Linked DNA regions of Drosophila melanogaster: region 2 is linked to region 1. Evidence: chromatin contacts called from public Hi-C data. All regions are on one chromosome and are shown on one strand. The core of a region is the stretch at or near the end of the contact, and the rest is flanking DNA. Distances in the headings are between cores, read along the strand shown.

Region 1 (7,311 bases), core at 1,771-4,270:
AAGACTACCAACAACAACAACAACGAGAGTAGAGAGAGCAATGTGTATGTGTGTGCGTTTGTGGGTGTTAGAACCACAATTTTCTCTTTCTTTTCGTTTTATAAAACAAAATGGACTGCAGCCACTCGAAATAGTAGGGAAAAACAATTAAATAAACTATATATGTGGTAAACAAAAGGGGGTTTCTTCACTTTGCACTTGATGATGCTGTTTTTGTATAAAAGTGGTTAGAAAGAGGGGTTCTTAGCTGGTTGGAAAGTGGAGATAGATACGTTAATAGATATAGATAGCCATAGACATAGATATAAATATATGATTATAGAATGTATATAGAGGGAGAGCAGGAAGACACACAGATAGAGAGGCTGCATTGGGAAGAAAATCAAAACCGAAAAAAAAACGAAACGAACGAAGAAGAAAGTAGAAACTAAAAGTAAACACCGTGACATGCGACGACAACAAGAACGAGGGGGAAAAAAGTCAAAGAAACGAGAAGACAACGTTGCGTATGCGTAATTCACGCTCCAGTTGCGCGTCCTGTATCCTTGTGTCTACATGTATGTGTATCTGGGTGTTTGTGTGGCTTTTGGTACCCATGTGTGTGGGTGTCCTGTCAGCAGAATCCACAAAACAACTCAGGTTCCGGCTGTGCTCAGCCAAGCTTCTCTTGCGGATTCCGCCAACAGTGCCCAAAATCTGTATCTTTTCATCTGTGTGATGGTGTGTCTGTGTATATTTTTATATCTTTTACTTTTGGTCAGAACACAAAACAAGAAAATGCAACCAAAAAATACACATATAAGAGTATATGTATAAATATCTCTTGTTAACAAACGTGTCGGCTGGAATAACTTGTGGCGAAAGCTAAAAGTTTAATTGGTTTCTGCTTTACTTGGCATCGCTTTAAAATGTCTTGTGTTAGCGTGTGTGTTTGTGGGTTGGAGGGGACATTTTGAAGTACATAAACTAAAAAGATTTCCACTTCTGGTTAATAAAACAACAACAACAACATCGAAGAAGGCAGCATATGTTTGTGGCTGCCACTGCAGGTTGCAACAGTTTTTTTTTCGGTATCAACCAGAACCGGAACTGCCACCGGAACTTACCTCCTGCGGTGGCACATCGTATGTGCGAGTACGCAAGTCCACACGGGCATAGGAGTCAATGCAGGGCAGGATGAAGAAGATACCTGCAATTACGGTTGAAATGCTTTAAACGCTCGTTAAGAATTACGGACTACACTGGCTAACAGGGATATAAAAATTAGAGCACCACAATAATTTATAAAAAAAATATACTTCTAAGAGACATCCTAGGTTATTCGATATAAAGACAATTTTGCTTAATTTTTTTATTAATATATTGTGAAATCGAATGTTGTTGATTTTACATGAATATCAAGATTAAATATTTTCAAGAAAATATAAACATTTTGTTGTCCTTTGTTTGTAGTGCTTCCCTTGGTCTAGAAACTTCTTCACAAAAATTATGCAAACTAGTGTCATGACTGTGGGAGAAGTTCGCCTCGATTTGGCTAATCTCTTCCTCCCTCGGAATGGGAGCACAAAAGCAGAGCACACGGACTGAGAGCCGCCCCAGAGTCGCTAATTTGGAGCAAGTGCAGCAATTAACACAAATTCATGTCGCAGGCGAGCGGCACTAAAATTTGCATAGAATCGTTACCCCACCGCTCTCCTGCAGCCCACCCCTATTTGCACCTGTGAAGCTGCAGTTCTAAGTACTCACCTGGGCCCTTGGCACCGCCCTGCATAAGACGACCCAAACGGAAGATAACCGCGCGCTCGTACTCCTGCACCACCTGCAAAATGTGGCAGGTGAGTGAAATGTTCATGAAACGAAATTGAAACTTGAGGAAATGCTAGGGTTACAAGCCTTAACTACCCTGTTAATCATAAAAACTAACTTCAAGTATAATAGAATCCAGACATGTGGTATTAACAGCTTAGAGAAGTGACTGTTAATCCTGCTGTATATAAAACTTAAAAAATTTACCTTTTATCTCCTTTTTTTTACTTTGTGTTTATATCTGAACAAAATATGCTTATCCACAAGGAGCTTAACATTTTAAAAAACTTAATCTCCATAATGCGCTTATTACTTATCATTAAAAAACTGGGTCATGGTTGCCATAGAGATTTACATAGTTTTGCTAACTTAATTTATGACAAAACAGATTTACTTGAAACTTTAATATCTGCTTAAGAAAGAGATCATTCAAATGTATATTGTTTATGATAATAGTTTGAAATAGAAATCGTTTTAGGTTTGTAAAAACATAGGTTATTCGTTTGAAAATGCTTACTTTCTATTAATATTTCATAAAATTTTTAATTAAAAGAACACTCAAAATATATGTATTTTAAATAGAAGCTTACCTTAAAGCAAACAAAGAGACTGAAGGGTAGCGTCATTATCACAAGAGCCACGGAAAGAAATATTAGCAATTTTCCGCATGTTGATGCCTTATCGCTGATTTCCTCGTCCGCTGCGAGAGAACGTGGCGAGAAAACGGGAGAATTTTCTTATAAATACATGTAACGTGGCAGAATGGAATCAAGTGCTCAAAGCAAATGCTGCAAATTAAGGCTTAAGCTATAAATTCGTTTTGTATTTTCCTCGCTTTCCTTTGGGCTCTGCTCTGCTCCGCCGAGAAAAGAGCCAAGACTGTTACATGAATAATGCGCTGAGCATCTGAAGAAAATAAGAAAAAATCCTTAAACGAAAGACCTCCGCATGGCGCATACAAAAATCGCAGACAATATGTCGGAATAAAAAATAGTGAGCAGAAAAAAAGGGCATTCTTCATTACGCAGTACTCGTATTACTTAAAGTTTGGTCAAAAATTGAAGTTTTTGAGAGGGATGGTTTTTTGGGGGGGCAACAAGTCGCCCATTTGGCTTATTGATACTTGAGACGCGCCATAATTTCGATGCGGCCCTCGTCGCGTCGTAAAAGTCAAAATGTTGTTCCCGTGGGGAGCTTGAAAAAAACTGTAGCATACTTAGGTGCGCTCACCAAAAAAGAAAAGGCGGAGACGGAAATCGAAATACAAGCAAACAAGGAGTGTGCATACATTAAAAAACGGAAATTTCTCAGTAAATACTCATAGATAGTAGTCATTATAGTTAGATAGTTAGAGATAGAGTTACACATAGAAAGTAGAGTATAGCTTTGTAACAGGTTAAAAAGTAGCTGTGTGTGTGTTTCTGTTTATCTGTTTGATTTTGGCTGTAGGATGTGGGGATCTTTTTCTGTTTTTTTCTTGGGCATTGTCCAAATTGGTGCGACTTACAATAGAGAAATCCATGTGAATGTTTTGCTTGTGTATCTGCAAGAATACGATAAATCGAACAACAAGAGAAATTAATTGGGGGGAAAGCTTTTCGGCTCGATCAGCAACTAGCCAATTGGTGTGTTTTTTTGTTAGATTTTCTGGGAGCTGGTTCTTGTGTTTCATCGTCTTTTTTGAGTGCTCGGCGATCCTGCGGGGATCTACTTAGCTGCTCCATGCCATGCAGTTTATTTTTTTGGGGGTTTTCCTTTTGGGTTAAACAAAACATGCTTCAACGAACTACGAAACTCAAAAAACTAGCTACGAACGCAAGAAAAATCATAAATTATTCATGCCACACATTTAAATGCTGTTTACGCGCTGCTGTTGCAGTTTATTTGCCTTCTGGTTTTTGGTTTGGGTTGCAGCTTTCCGTTTTCAGTTACCCGTAACCAGTTACCAGTTTGCTGGCTGCAGCTGCTGGCAATTAGCGGCACGGCACAGTTTGCATTTCAGTTTCAATTACAGTTCATTGAAAAGTTGCCACAATGCCAACACCCAGCAACGGCGACGTCAGCAAAGTGTTTTTAACGAGCTCTCACCCACTCACTTACATTCACCCAAACTCACACAGACACACACACACACAGACAAAACATGAAAAGCGACGCTGGAAAAAGGAAAACTTTGATGGGCGAATCCTAGGGCCTGGTCTAAGCCAACAAGCTGCCAAACATTCTGGGCAATTCCTCACCACCTTCAAACTCTTCGCATCGCATCGCACCGCAGCAAACTTTTATTGAAATTGATTTCAGAATAATTGCGATTTGAATGTGCCACTGGCACAGGAGTGCCAAGAGTTTTGCGCCGAGATGAAAGGATTTCAGGATCTGAGGATTTATTTGTAACGCCTAAGGCTGGTGACCGCAAACCTAATAGATTTATAGCCAAATTGCTTTAGTCAAAATGATAAAATGATGAAGGAAGAGCCGGAAAAAATGTGGCACTGAAATTGTAATTAGGTGAATGGGGACTTCTGGCCTTAATTGCATCACCTTAAGCCAGGTTTTAAGCGGGTCTTAATTGAATTTGCACACAGTTACCAAGGCTTGGCTTTTAGCCAAAGGTTTTTTTTAAATTTAGAATATAATTTTAATAATATATTTAGTTGTTGCTCCAGTGATAGGGTGAAAATCAATGATCTCTTATTTAAAGAATTAAAAATAAAAGACTTGATGTAGATAACCTTATTCGTTTCATGAGGAATGTATCTCAAATACCTTTAAATAGCTAATTTAATTATCAATTGTCAATTATCTTTAGAACCAGTCGTTTTTTCCATTAGTTACCTTCCACCCACTGACACTTTTAATCAATAAACCCCGAATTCAATATTTTATCAAGTCACCACTTTTGTTACCGACAAACGAAAGCTGATAATTATTCGAGTGCTGCTCGGTTAAAAAGCACTTATTTGGCCTCCTTTTCGACTGCGGGTTGTTTGGTTTCTGTTATTCCATTCGTGTTGACCCCAACAAACACAGAAAAAAGAGCTGAATTTACCTTAATGTACAATCTCGGAGAACAATGTGTGGTCATAATTTTTTAATGACCAGCCAACGGCTGTCCAGCTGCTCGCCGTTATCCACCACCACCCCCTTTAAGCCGCCCAGCTCGCTCCGCCCACCGCTCCCACGCCCCCTCCCTCGCACCACATCAACGCATACGTCAGAGCGCCAGCCCCTGGCAAAAAGCTTTGCTCGGGAAATAGGTCAGCTTGATGTTTCTGCTGTTCATGATGATGTTGCTGCTGCTGTTGTGGTGTTGCTGCTGCTGCTGCTGGAGGTTCTGGCGTAAGTTAAAGCAATTTCTGATTGAATTTTGCATTTCAAATGCTGGAGAGACCGAACTCTTTTTCCCGGGCCTAATGAAGCGATTAGCATGCATGTGAAATGTCTTCATCGGGCTATATATACGAGATAGACACGTATGTACAGTGTACGCCTAACCTGATTAAGCACAGATACACAAAAATAAGAGGAAACGATTGATACAAAAATCCGAATTGTGATTTGTGGCGTCTCTAATCAAATTTTGATGTGGCAAATGCAAATGCAAAAGCGAATTGGGTGGGTCTTTGGAGACCGAGCAACAAGTTTAGCCAGGCGGCTACAGTGCACACTCTCTAAAAGAGCCACCTGCAACATCAGCTCACCTCTTCGCGCCTCGGCTCGATGGATGGCCTGCTGCTGTTGCGATTGCTGCATTAGGGCATGATGGCTGTGTGGCAGTTGCTGCTGCGGCTGCTGCATCTGCTGCTGCTGCTGTGGTTGCTGCATCATCTGCTGCTGCTGCTGCTGCTGCTGTTGGTGGTGTTCGCGTTCCCTTAACTGTGGTTGCTGCAACTGCGTCAGTGGTTGCTGCTGCTGTTGTTGCTGTGGCTGCTGTTGGTGCAACTGTATGGAGGCAGTCACTGGCAGTGGTGATGAGGCCACATTATTGGACTGATGGTGGTGCAGGTGGTGGTCCCGTTCCCTGTCCCGATCACGATCCCGTTCCTCCGACTGACTCCCCGCCGGGGCGGGTGGCGCAAATGTGCTGGTGCTGGCCGTCAGACGGGGAGGCTGATGGTGGTGCGACTGCTGCTGTTGGCGGTGCAGCTGGTGGTCCCGATGCTCCATGTCCATCATCGAATCGGGCATCAAGCCGCGCTCGCAAAACGAAGCCAGTGCGGCGGCTGTTCCTGGCTGCTCCTGGTCAATCAGAGTGGCGTCTTTAGTCCGTTAAGTCTTGTCCTAGTCCTAGTCCTGCATCCTGGCACTAGCTCTGTTCTTTTCTTCAACGCACACGCACACACTCTCACACTAGCACAGCCACTACTGCGGGCTCACACACACACTAGGCTGAGCTAGTTTTCTCAGCACTGTGTCCATTTCCCTTCGGTGGTTCGGGCTCTCCTGGTTGAGCTGCTGTTGTTAGTGCTGCTGCTGCCTCGTTCGGAATCCAACTGAAAGTGCGCCAGCAGCCAGCATCCTTTTATATCCTCGCAGCACATATCCCTGCCGAGCCAAAGCTCGCTCACTCTCAACTTTGTTATCAGCCAGCGACCAGGATCAAAGAGCTTTTTCGCCGCTCTCCCTGCTGCAGATTGCAGGTGGTGCAGCATCAACGCCAGCCAGCCAAAGTAGAGATTCAACTTTCACCTTTTTCCCAACTTGCACTGACCTTGCGCACTCCCCGAAACATTGGTCCCGGCTTGAACTTCAGGAACAAAGCTTTCTTCTCTCTTCCCAAGCTTTCGAGTCCTGGCTGGGGAAATGCGCAACAGAGATGGAACGATGCCATTTAGTACCCCCCCCCCTCCACACAGCGAGGAAGAGAGAGAGAGAGAGTGTGTACTAAAACAGGACATTCCCCTACCTCAAAAAAAAAAAACAAAAGGCAGAGAAACCGAACTCGTGTGTGTGTACAGGTGACAAACCTAATTTATGACACCTTCGACATACACACACAACCACCTGCTTCGCCACTCGCATCCATTGTAGTCAGACAAGAGTGCTCTGTACCTTCTGTGTTTGTTAACTGGCATGGAATGATATGTGCGAGCATGAGCACCGGGTCCGGTGCCAGTGCCACACCATCATCCTGGCCAGAAAAAAACACATCCTGACACCGCCTGCCACGCTTCACTGCGAATTTCTAATGAACCCACCTCCGAACCCAAAGCCTGTCGAACTGTCGAATATTTTAGGTCACCTGCAGCTCCTGAGCTTTGCTTTTGAGCTGTCAATTACCGTTTACGCTTCATTAAGCGCCAAAAGGGGGGTGTCGCGGGGGTATTATTGCTGGTGGCGCTGCACATAGAGAAAATGTCAATCTTCAGCTTTGAAATAGCATCCCATCCCATAACTCTCGCAAATCAATTTATGAATCGACTTGCACAGTTGTCTTCTTGTAAAAAGTTGTCTTCGCTGCTTGGCCTAAAAGTTTGTGAAAGACAATAGTATGACAACTAATGG
Region 2 (7,311 bases), core at 1,641-4,140, 350 kb before region 1:
TATACGAGCACAGGGTAAGATGGCACAGTGTGCATCAAAATGCCAGCTTGAAATTTAGTTTCGAGTGGCGCAGCGTTTATTATTCAATTATGACAGCAGGGATGGTCAGCGTGTTAAAGACAAGCCTCAATGGTTCATAAAAATAGCTGGTTCGATTTTCCTACAGATACATGTCTTAAACTGCAAGAGAAATATAAATACCATTTGAATAGATGGGAAAAGACATATTTTCTAATATGTAAAGTCCAACAAAAGCCAACTAATAACATTCATCACATGCATAAAAGTGATAAAAGGATTTGTTTTTGTTCGGCCAACTGTTCTGAGCCAACTTTGTCCGCCGGCACTTTGCTTACCTATTCACAATGTGACTGATGTTTACTGCCATTTGGCTATTGTCACAAAGTTTGCTCATCGGGCTTATGACTTAGAACAGGCCATAAACCGATTTGTGAATGCGTTTTTATGCAGAATTCCCAGTATTTTTGTCTGAACGGAAACCGCAAACTGTTTGGCAACAGTCGAGTTCGTGTTTTCCCAATAAAAGGCAAGAAGGCAAAGGTGAATACGAAGAAATGAAAACTTGACCACAATTCCAGTTCGAAATGCGGCCAGCTGAGAGCCGCAGTCCTGGCCGAAGGATCAACCCAATTTTGGGTGTACTTTTTTTTTATTGCCCAAACAAAAAACCATTTCGCACTTGTAGGGAAAGGGAGAAAAACCCGCTCAAATCGAGGCGGCATTATTAATAACCTTTTCGGTGCCAACCAATCGAAGCTGGCGTCTTAATTAGCCCACAGCAACTGACAGGACAGCTGTCCTGCGACCACATCTGCACATCCTGGCACAGCCGAACATGAAATGTGTCTAATGAAGTTCTCCGGTGATTTATGGCCGAAGTATTTCCGCTGGCTCCACAACTCCATCTCCGACTCCATTCGAACCTACGGCTCCAGCAGGACCTGCGACGATTAATAGATGTCACTCAATGCGGACGAAGGACGGGCGCCAATTTCCGAAAACTAGCAGCCTCGAGAAGTGTCCCGACTCCTTGCAAGTTTTAATGGCCCCGCCTGGTGGCCAGGACATGGGCCGAGTTTATTACTTTAAAATCGCTAAATGTGCCATAACAGCGGGAGAACAGCGGACGAAAGTCGGCGGTTCGCTATAAGTTGCCAGCTCATAAAAGTGCTGTTTAAGGTCTTAAATATAAATTGAAACTGCGTTGACAACTTGGCGAACGAGAAATAAAATCTGAAAGCTTTATCAGTCATTCGGATCGGAATAATAAGCCAAGTCGTCTAAACGGGCTTTTAAATTAATATAACACCAAGAAATAGCGGCGCTCTTATTCATCGGCAATTGCACTAAATAATCCCTTTACGGAGAGAACTCTCAAACACCTTGAGAACATTCGAAATAGTCAATACTAGGCAAGGGTTTTACACTGAACATAATATTGACAAATAACTACTTCTGAAATTATTAGTGAAATTTATTTTGTAATAGACCAAATATAAGTATTTCGAATTGTTTTTCAATTAAAATACTATAGCTATCTATTCTTGCAATCGAAATTACATTTATTGTTGGCTTCCAGTGAACGTGAGCCAGTCGGTCTCATGAAACGGCTGACATTCCTGCCCACGTCGTTGCCGCCTCTTCTTGGCCAACTCTTTAAGCCGCCTTTCACGCAATTTCTTTTATTATGTCGTGGACTCTGGCACTGCAGTTTGATTTTATTTTTAGCAAATAAGCCGAGGCAAATAACAACAGCGCCTGGCGTGGGCAGGCTTTGTGTAGGAGCCACCACCACCACCACTTCCACCCACACCTACGCCAAACTCCAGTCGCCCGTTTTTCCTTGGCTCCCACACCGCTGTTCACTCAACAAATGACCCGGCTGCCCTGAAGTTGCCTGGTTACGCAACCACCCACCGCCCACATTGGCAATCATTTCTACGGTCATTTGGCGTTCGCCGTGCGCGCTACTCAGCCTTAAAATTGGAAAAATGTGCTGGCCAGGATGCGAGATGGAGCTGAAGCTGGAACCGAAGCTGGAGCCGGAGCTGAAGCCCCGGCTAGATGCTCGTCGGATTTTATGACTGGCGCTAAAAATGTGCAGCGCCCGGCGGCTCAAGTGCAATAAAAGTAAAACACATTGCCAAAGCAACTTACTGCAATATTTGCGCAATATGGCAGCACAGCACTGTGGAGATCGGAGGAGGATGGTGGGCAGGGCGTCGTCCGTGGGTGCTAGACCGTATTGGCAAAGTCTGGCCGGACTGGGCTTCTGCTGCCGCTGCGTTCATTATTTATTTTATTTTATTAGAAATTATTTAGTGCTGCTGCTGAAGAGAACGGAGCAAGGGAGCCATGCCCGGATTCCATTTATTGTTATCTCAGTCATTCAACATTTGCGCTACTGAATGGAAAGGATGGAAACTGCAAGGACAACGTCAGTGCATTAAAGTTGATTAATTTTATTAGTCCTGAGACCCGATGGAAGGCCGTCCGGATTTAAGGAGTTCCACGAACGCGAATTGTTTCTTTATCAGCCGGCTAACGGCAACTGCAAATTGCGTACATTGTCGAATACCTTTGAGGCATATTTAAAATGCTCGGACGGCGGCGATGCGATTGGCGTGCGATTTTCACTTTGCGTCCGCAAATCAGGCACCGCATCATAAAAATGCATCACGAAGATCTGCCACCGTGTCTGGCCAGGATGCGATGCTGATGCACTGCGCTAAAGGATATCAGAGTTCATAAAAGGATAACTTTTGTAGGTAAAATTCAAAGAAAGAGTCATTTCCTACAATGATATTTAGTAAACAGGGCCATTTCGTTCTAATTTTTATATATTTTTTATTTATTTTCATTGAATCGTTTCTTTCAGTGGTCGGTTCTGCATTTGGCAGGCCAATTGTCGATTGTCATCGATATTGATACGGATAGGATGTGCATTATGCCGGACGGCGGACGAGAACGAGAACGGAATGTGTTTCCATTCGACGGTGCAGCCAATGAGCCGCCGGAAGCGCCAATTGCCAGTTGGCAATTGGGCGCCATTTTACTGTCCCGCCGACAACAACGGTTATTGTAATGGTAAGTGAAGTCGCCGAAAAACCTCATCATTTGTTTTAATTCGGGGATTACGATGGGAGGGACTGGGTGCGGGGTCAGAGGTCACAGTGCCGCGTTTATGCGCTTGTTTGCGCGCATTTACACCGCTCTTTAGACAGGCTTCACCCCGTTTTGGTATTTACGCCCAGCCTCCTGGCAAATGCCCCAAAAAGTATGCAACAGTCATTCGAGCTTTGTTATTTCGCCAGCCATTTGCCGTCCATTCGTTTGATGACTCCCACTGCAGTTGTGTCTGTGTGCACCTGGAAATGACCATAATTAATTGCATGTACCTGCGGCCAGGCGACTGGGTCATCATACCGGTGCCCCTTGGAGCCCACCTCGTGCCAATTAGAGAACCGCTTGGTTCTTTTGCCGCATTCCGCATTGATTGATGTGGCGGGCACAAAGAGCCCGATGGGCTAACCATCGCTGGTCCTGGCCAACTAGTCATCCCGCCCAACCGTATCGACGATCCCTCGGCGACTTCTCTTTGTTTTACAAGTTAATAACACTTGATGGCGACGCACTTCATTTGGCGCCCGTTTTCATTTAGCAAGTGAAACTTTTCCGCCCCCACCACCACCGCCACCACGGCCCATCCAATTCACTCCACTCCACCCCACTTGGCACTCGGAAGGCTCTCTTATCCGCCACTGGACTCCACACTTGAGCATTGTTGGCCATTATAATCGACGCGGTAGCGGCGCTGCCGGCAAATCGGTTTCGCATGAAACGCAATTGTCTATAATTACATTATCCAAACTATCAATTAAACCAAATTGTCAGACGGGCCGCGCCGGTCCGAGTCCGGAACTCTGCCAGACACACGCATGACGAGCACACATGTACATGCTGTGGCACTGGGAGAAATATTTCGATGGTTGTCAAACAATAATACTCATACACATAAATTTTCTCTATTTCTACATTTTATCATGCACATAACGTTACATGTTTAATATTTTTTTTATTAAAACAATAGACATGAATAATTCCGTATTAATCTAAAATTCTTTTTTTCAGTGCATGCGAGCTCTGCCCACCTCCCTACTGATACCCCAACGGCTGCATAATGGGATCTCTTGTATGTTTTTGTGATTGTTTAACAAGGCTCCTGAGTGGGTGAAAGTGTGTGTGTGTGTGTGAGTGACGGTGAGTGAGTGTGTGCTTATCCCGCCACCCATCGAATCTCCCAGTCTCACAGTTGGCAATCCCCACTGTGCACTCGTTATCCCAGAACAGCAAAGCATTTAAATAATTTCGCTGGCACTGTCGACGCTGACATCGCTGATATCGGAGTATTTTTCAAGTAATTGTTATTATAACAAACGCAAAAACAACAACAACATCCACTGGCAGTGGCAATTACATGGCAGCACCACACATTCAAACGCAGCGAAATATGGAATTCACAATTACATTTAGGCACACGAGCACTCTGCAAATACATAAGTCGCAGTTTTGGGTTTACGCGTGCGATAATAACCGGATTAAAGACTTTTGCTACTCAACTCCTTACAAGCGAAAGCTGTTGCGAAACAAAGTTATGATTGTAGTTCTAAAAAATTTTAATTTTAAGAAACTAAATATATTTATAAATCATTAGGATTGTTTTAAGTGAGTTGAGTGCATTGTTAAGAAGCTGTATTCACGATACACATTTAACACATCTCGATCTCTCGCTGTATAAACAAGAGATACTGGCATGAACTTTCGGGCAGAGTGCGAGCAAAGTTAAAATTTGTTTTGCTTTCACATTTAATTGAAATTTACGCCGCTTTGTCGGCGTCTCGCTGTCGCGACAAGCGGCGACTTTTATCATTTTAAAAGCCGCTCGAACCGCCCAACCAGCTGGCCATTCCACTTTTGAGCCACCCATTTACACAACCACCCAACCAGGAGACCGCCCGCTGGTAAGGCCGCTTCTGCTGACGGTGCCGAGGTGACTGGAGCCACGTGAAGGACCTCCTCCTTTTCGTCCTCGGCCACTTTGCTGCAAATTAAATGCATTTTGCAGCGCTCGCACGAAAGTTATTTATGTGTGTTTGTCATTTAATTTTAAAAAGTTTTCCCTGCACGAGATTTACAGCGCTCGAACGGAGGCGGGGAAAATGCCCACTTTCATTTCATTTAATTGAGAAGTTGGCAAAATGAAAGCTGCAGGTGAGCAGTGGGATTGCAATCAGTAAGAAATTTGTTTACCCCAAGCCGAGGATTAATCCAAGTCACTGCCAGTGGCCATGAGAATATGCCACAGTCGGAAAAAGTGGCCGGCAAATATGTTGTATGTTATATATAGTAAAACTGTTGTGGTCAGGTGATCCAGGGATGCGAAGGTGGTTATGATTGCAGCCAGGATGCGGCTGCTTCTCCAGTCAAGCAAACCACATGTGCCTTGGAGCATGCAGCTAAAGTATTATGTCAGGTGCACACCCGCACGGTTTTGGGCCCATATGAGAGTGGGCCTGGGTTTGGGGAGCTTAAAGGGCTCCGGCGACGATAGACGACAAACAAAAATGCAACAAAAGAAAAGTGCAATGTTTGTGGTCAAACACAAAGAGACAGACAAAGAGCGGGCAAACACACTCGGCACCCCTTCACACATTCAAAGCTCAAAATCAAACTGGCACTGTCGAAAAAGGGGGAATAATTTCAAGATAGAAATGTCAAAGGGCTGCCACTTTCAAGATGTGAGAGTGCTGTCAAATGTAAAGGACAAATTTTGAGCAACATTTTGCCTTAACTGGGAGGTTATAGAAAAATGTCTTTCTGTGAGATATGTCTCTTGGAATTTCAAAACTTTTCCTTTCAGTGCACTTTCGCTTAAAGGCCCCGGTCCAGGGTGTTTGGTCAATTGCCATGCGAGGATCGGGGCCCTTTGGGCACATTTTACGCATTTTGCGTTGAAAATTTATGAAATTTCAAAGAAGCAGCGAGGCCAATCATTGGCCGGGCCCAATCACAAACTCAGTCCAGTCTAGGTCCTGGTCCAGATCCATGCCCAATTTCAGATTCAGTTCCAACAAGGGTAGCCCAAACAAAAGGCCTGAATGCGAGAACTGGACTGAGTCAAACAAAAATGCCATTTATTTGTTAATTTACGCACACAGCATCAAATATGTGGACTCAACAAAGGCATCCCTTCTTTGGGCTTGGTCCAGGTGTGCCGTTCCAGCCAACGGGAGTGGGGATCAGGAGCTGGAAAATCTGCACCAAGAATGGAAGCCGGGTGCATGAAATCCATGGAAACTCCTGGTACGGTTTTTAAGCTGCTTGTTTGTCGGTTTGTGTAATCCGCTGCGGATGACTGCCTGTATTGGACTGTAGTGGTGGCCACCAACTTACTTGCCTCTGCCAACGGACCGTTCGGGTCTGAATGCTCAGTTTATTAGTCCACAGACAGGCGGCTAATGATGCCTGGCCAGGGTTGGCCAGCACTCAAAAAATTACGTAAAAAAGCGTTAGGAATGAGGGCTTATTTAATTTAAATTTTTCGAGCTGCATGATTTAATAATGACATTGTTCTCATTATTTCAAACACTTCACAAAGTAAATTAAAGAAGATCAAAATGGAATATTACTGCAATTATATGAAGAATGAGATTAACCAATGAGGTTTATTTTAAAGTAAAATGTTTAATCATCATCTTTAATAAGGATAGTTTAATATGCATAGTTTTGTATGCTTCACTCCTATTTTCTCTACGTGTAAATCGGTGTTCGTTTGATATTAGATCTGTTCGTATTAGCTTCATCCTTTGGTTAACGCTTCACTGCATCTCTCTCCGGCCATGTCTACGTAATAATTTGCATTTGCATACGGCAACCAAAAGTCATTCTGCGTAATGAAAATACCGTATTTGGTATCGGGCTTCAGCTGGAAATATTTCGGGTACTTCAGGGTATTCTGCGTTTCGGTTGGCAACGCAACCGAGTTATTGTTTTCACTGTGCTGCCCGGCATTGTATAGTCAACTTGTTGCCCGCTGCCTGTTTTTTAATTTACATTGGCATTGTGTAAATATTTAGACAGCGCGGAGCAGCTGCTGTTTACCATCAGCCCCACCGCCGCACTTAACCCGCTTTTTGCCAGTGATTTATGCAGGGGTTCTCCCGACGTCTAATGTTGATTTTGCGTCTTTTTACTGGCCAGCCAACCACGAATGCCGCAGTGAGAGGCAAG

What was found. Hi-C and Micro-C count contacts between places; a contact is called where the count stands out from the background.
Region 2: a Hi-C map of the Kc167 cell line shows a contact between it and region 1, with 1.5 times the contacts expected there. A contact is called at or near these places in 4 of 107 Hi-C or Micro-C datasets (the Kc167 cell line, the S2 cell line, eye imaginal disc and 1 more) and 1 of 7 datasets of targeted methods (the Kc167 cell line).

The regions. Positions count from the first base shown.
Region 1 is chr3L:4,573,955-4,581,265 of dm6, reverse strand. It overlaps CG42540, which reads right to left. Exons shown (of 11, transcript NM_168095.3): 4 at 3,314-3,349; 5 at 2,397-2,506; 6 at 1,747-1,819; 7 at 1,107-1,189. Among named protein-coding and RNA genes, the nearest start is that of CG42540, 22 kb to the right of the region's middle.
Region 2 is chr3L:4,926,717-4,934,027 of dm6, reverse strand. lncRNA:CR43627 (long non-coding RNA:CR43627) reads left to right here and starts at 2,890. Exons shown (of 2, transcript NR_048229.1): 1 at 2,890-3,108; 2 at 4,153-4,733.